Regions from separate parts of the Danio rerio genome. Here region 2 is linked to region 1. Evidence: chromatin contacts called from public Micro-C data. All regions are on one chromosome and are shown on one strand. Each heading gives the region's core, a stretch centred on a gene start, on an enhancer-like site or on the middle of the called end of the contact. The rest is flanking DNA. Distances are from core to core; before and after follow the strand shown.

Region 1 (2,839 bases), core at 72-2,571:
TAACCGCAGCTCGGTCCGCGATACCATCACACAGTCGCTCGGCATCCCGCCTGACTCCACAGCTTCCAACAAAGTATCCAAGGTTTTCTCCTTTAGCCTTTTTAATAGTGAATAGGTGGCGGTCTTGAGCTCCTGCTCCATGACGGAGCGAGGTTTCGACTCCTGGCTCTCCAGAGGACCGGGGTCCCGTGAAGAGCCAATGTTCCTCAGCACAAACTGGCACGAGCCTGGCTCCGGACTTCTAGATCCAGAATGATGGTCCCGATCTTTGAATAAACAGCAAGTGACTGTTCTACAATCGCTGTCCTGCACAGACCGAGGGCTTCCCACCGTACATACCGTACCCCCATCTTGGTCCAAAAAGCCCCCTGAGGTGCCACCGCCGCTGCTCTCAGCGGGATTCCTCGTACACACTTCCCCATAGTCCACGCTAGGCGACCCGCTCGGGGTCATCGGTCTGAACTCCGTCTTGGGAATTTTCTCTGGGTTGGTGCCAAGCAGATCGTCTCGAGACCCCTCGCCGCTTTTGCCATATCCATCGCCCCCCTCTTTATCTGGAATCAAACGGCTTCTCCAGAGTCGCCGCACAAGACCTGAGCGTTTCGTCCTGAACATACGACAACTTGAAACTCTAGATGAGTTATTTACGTTCAGATCTCAGCGATTTGAAACTATTTCTGAGCTCGTGCAACATTAATGTTGGCCGAATGCCGTGCAGCGCGTGCACAGCCGAGCACCGTATATCGGTGGCAAAGCCACAACATTAGTTTGGAAGGCACAATGCTATATTGCATTAAAAACAGAAATCGTCAAACTACCGCATAGCGAAACGCATTCATTTTACAAGAACGCTGTCAAGAAGCCTACATGTGAACCATGTTTGGAAAGTGGACCAAGAGTCCGATGATGTTTTTTTCCAGATTTAAAATGCACTACGGGTTTTAACTACATCAAATAAATGTGATGTCAAAAAACCCCAGGCGAAAATCTACTCTAGTCGCGCGCTCTTAAATGTTTTCGGACTTTGAAACACGTTCAAATCCACTCTTCAACAGCGGGTCTGGAGACATGAATGAAGCTGCTCCTCGGCGAATTAAATCCACAGACAATTCCTTGCAGAATTCACTATTCCGGTTGTTTTTCCACAATTCCAGCGCGCTCTCTTTTTTGCGATCCAAAAATATCCTTGTGCGCGCGCCGGGGCCAGAAAAGGAACAATCCGTAGACTTATAATGTGCTCCTGGTTCCGTGTTCAGACCTGGTCAAACTGCAACCCAGATATCTCTCTCTTTCTCCGTTTCTCTCCCTTTTTCCTTTTTTTCTCCCCCTGTCACACACATACACACACACATACGCACACACACAGGGCCCCCGAGGAGAGCGATGGAGCCATTGGCTGACTACCATCATGTGCTAGTCTAGACACTTTGGCGGCTCTGAGCTGCACTGATTGTTGCGCAAACAAGGTTTCAAGTTTCTTAACTCTTAAAGGCATAACATCCATCTATTTCTTTTTTCTTCATATATCCTAACTAAGATAATTGTTTATTCCAAGCAAAGAAAAAAAAACTTCGCGTAAATTACAACCAATGTAAAAATCTGATGCTATTTAACAAACATTTTCAAGATGATGATGTTAATGCAACTTTACTGCGGTCATAACTTTATGTTAAGTGTTGTGCAATTTATTTTTATTCTTAAAAATGCAAAATAACAATAATACGTAATATGCATGAGCAAAAAAATAAGTTATACTACATAGTAAAAACCCCTTTATAGATTCCTCCAGAAAGTTTTAATTTTTATTTTGTGGCATCTTATTTCAAGTAGTTTTCAGCTTTATACTGACACCTATAGGTCCGGATGCATGACGATTATGTGTATATTTTATGGTCAATGAAATGTTCTGGAAAAAATATGAATTTGAAAAGAGAAACTTTGCAGTATATTGACTGTTAATATAGACCATTTTGAAGGATGTAAACAAAAACAACGGTCCCAATGTGTTTCTTGTTTTAAAATTTTCATTTAGCTTCCGAGAATCCAAAAAGAGCCACATTTTAATCAATAATGTTATGATTTTATGTTATGACTGTTTCAACAATAAGTTATGATTAAATTGCTTCTTATTGCAGTCATGAAATAGTTTGATAACAAGCAAAAATGTTCATGGGCCAATGGCATGACCACATTGAAATGGTCTACAGAATGGTCTCAGAACAAAATCACTAGGACAAAATAGTCTCAACATGAAATGGCAACTTGCTGTAGAAAAAAACAGCTTTCTAAGAATATTCAATTTTACTTTAGTTTAAAAATTTTAAATTTTCAATAAATCTGTTTCTTCCTGACTATTCATTGTCTATACACACATTGTCTATATATATATTTTTTATATATATATATATATATATATATATATATATATATATATATATATATATATATATATATATATATATATATATTTATATATATATATATATATATATATATATATATATATATATATATATATATATATATATATATATATATATATATATATATATATTATTTGTAATATTAATTAATTGCATTTTTTTACTTGTTCAGACTACTTAATTAAAATGAGCTGAAATAACACAATTATTGAGATTTTATTAGGACAACTTAATTTTTTTGTTCAATCCACATAAATTTGCTAAGTGTTAAGTTGTCTTAATCAATTTGTGTTGGGACAACATGAATTAATTGTATTGAACCCTGCCTTTTTTACAGTGCATCATATATCACATATAGAGCTCCCGCTAATAAACTATGCATTACCTTTACTTCTCATGCTTGTGAACATACTTAT
Region 2 (2,748 bases), core at 212-2,711, 100 kb before region 1:
AATTTAACGTCCGTTATTTTACGGTAAATTTCCGCAATTTATGATCTGTTGTTTATGGTAAATTTCTGTAATCTAACGTCCATTAAGAAGCGGTAAATTTTCGTAATTTAACATCTATTATTTCATGGTAAATTTCTGTAACCTAACGTCCATTATTTTACAGTAAATTTCTGCAATCTAATGACCATTATTTTACAGTAAATTTCTGTAACCTAATGTCCATTATTATACAGTAAATTTCTGTAATCTAACGTCTATTATTTTACAGTTAATTTTTGTAATGTAACGTCCATTATTTTATGGTTAATTTTTGTAATTTAACATCCATTATTTTACGATAAATTTCCATAATTTTAGATCTGTTATTTCATGGTAAATTTCTGTAATTTAACATCTGCTGTTTTACAGTAAGCTTCAGTAATTTAACATTGGTTATTTTACGGTAAATGTCTGTAATTTAACATCCATTATTTTCCTTTTTTCTGGCACCCCTGCTGTTGCAAAAAAAAAAAAAAAAAAAAAAAAAGTAAAATAACAGAATTTTTTGACCTTGATGTCAAAGCAACATCAAATCGACATCTAACATTATTATCAAAAATCGACTGATGCATTTTTTATGGTGTTTTTTTTTTTCATGCCAATGTTAGATGTCAATTTGATGTAGTTTTTATATTAATGTAGTCAATTGAGATGAAATCAATGTGCATGTTTGATAAATTTTACTGGCACATATGATTATGTTGCATCCCGCTAAAAACAAAGACATAAAATTTTTCCTAAAGCCAAACTAAACTAAAAATGAATACATAAAAACCATTCAAAGTAATTAGAATAGCTCTACACGATATGGAAAAAACAGATCCAATTTTATATACTGACTGCGTGAACTGCAAAACCACCAGAAGGTGGGGTTGAAATCTCCAAGCAGGATCCTTGAGCTCAAGTTCTACATGCATGCCTTCAAAAGAGGGAGCTGTGGTTCTCTTCTAATGTGTGACAGCTACGAAACCTCTCTGATGTGATGTGATGTGTGTGTTAGACTACAACTCACAATAAACACACAAGACGGACAGAGTGCCACCTCAGCACTATTCTGCATGCTTTAAATCTTCATCTGCATAACAAAAAAGTCCTACTGTCCTACATAAATACATACTTGCAGAGCCAAATCTGCATGACGGCTCAATCTTTCAAAAAGCCACAAATGAGCAATTGAAACACACGAGACCCGTAAGAGAACACGAGAGACAAAATACAGCACTCTTTGCAAACGACGCGAGGGCAAGGTTTGCTTTTTATGGTTTCAGCTGGTTTAAACATTCCATTAGTTTCTTTTGATGAGATGGCATTTCAGCGCTTGTTTTTCCTCTCTGAGAGCGAGTCTCACACTGAATGTAGACCATTTTAAGAGGCTTATCCGCTTTCTTCCTCCAACCGCCCTTGAACTCCACACATATGTTTCTGATAGACCTCAGCACTCCTACTCAGCCTCTCATTCAGAAAGAAATGGAGGGGTGGGGGGAAGAAAAAAAAAAGTTTTCCAGTGAAACACTAAACAGTTTATTTTCTCTGTGTCGTTCTCTGGGGCAGCTTTAAAGACTGCTCAATCACACGCTGATGTGCTCTCTCGGTCACACCGATAAACAAACCAATGATTTAACTCTCCTCAAGGTCTCTCCATTCATATTTTGTTCCTCTTCTCCGCCTCATTTTTTCACTTTTGAAAAAGCGGAGCACGCAAAAGGTCTGAATGTAGTTTCTATTAACGCGGTGTAAGCTCAAAAATAAATCTTTTTATCAGCAGCACATTTCATACATGCATTTGTGCACAGTGCTGCACAGAAATGTGAGAGTCAAAAGTTTAGACACACTTGACTCAATTTATGTTTCACATGATATTAAAACCTTGAGATTTAAAGTGAAAATACTTGAAATTAATTTGCTGCATATGAACTGAATGTGTTGATTTCTGAAATATGAGAATATGTGTGTTTGCTATTTAAAATAGCAAAAAGTAGCTATTTATTTACATTTCTAAAATAATAATAATGATTTACGAATGATATTCTTCAAAAAAATTATATTTTTATTAATTAATTTATTTGAATGATGAAGAATAAGTATGATGGGTTTTCCCAATGTTTTTAAACTGTCTATAATGCTTCCTATATGTTTCTAAAATTACTGTTTGTATGTGTTCAAATTATGCACCTTACTTTTGACAATGTATTTAAAACTATATTTTCAATTGTTCAGTTTATTACATTATTGTTAATATATACAATTGAAGTCAGAATTATTAGCCCCCCTGAATCATTGTATTATTACTGTTTAACAAAGAGAAGATTTATTCAACACATTTCTGCACATAATAGTTTTATTTATAATAACTGATTTAATTTATCTTTGTCATGATGACAGTATTATATTTAATTAGATATTTTTCAAGACACTTCTATACAGCTTAAAGTGATATTTAAAGGCTTAACAAGGTTAATTAGGTTAACTTGGTAGGTTTGAGTAATTAGGCAAGTTATTGTATAACGATGGTTTCTTCTGTAGACTATCGAAAAAATATATAGCTTGAAGGGGCTGATAATTTTGTCCTTAAAATGGTGTTTAAAAATTAATAAATGTTTTAGTTCTAGCCAAAATAAAACAAATAAGACTTTTTCCAGAAGATAAAATATTATCAGACATACTGTGAAAATTTCCTTGCTCTGTTAAACACCATTTGAAAAATATATA

The links. A called contact is a pair of places that touch in the nucleus more often than the background predicts.
Region 2: a Micro-C map of caudal fin shows a contact between it and region 1, with 8 times the contacts expected there. The contact joins the enhancer-like site here to the promoter of smad6b in region 1. A contact is called at or near these places in 1 of 18 Hi-C or Micro-C datasets (caudal fin) and 1 of 4 datasets of contacts at active chromatin or transcription factors (embryo).

What each region holds. Positions count from the first base shown.
Region 1 is chr18:21,033,750-21,036,588 of GRCz12tu, reverse strand. smad6b (SMAD family member 6b) reads right to left here and starts at 1,321. Exons shown (of 4, transcript NM_001045051.2): 1 at 1-1,321. The coding sequence starts at 615.
Region 2 is chr18:21,136,899-21,139,646 of GRCz12tu, reverse strand. No RefSeq gene overlaps it. Among named protein-coding and RNA genes, the nearest start is that of smad3b, 22 kb to the left of the region's middle. Within about 2 kb of position 1,461, at least 18 of the 62 cell types and tissues checked have an H3K27ac peak or open chromatin away from gene starts, as enhancers often do. A contact at or near this core is called in caudal fin, where this site is marked.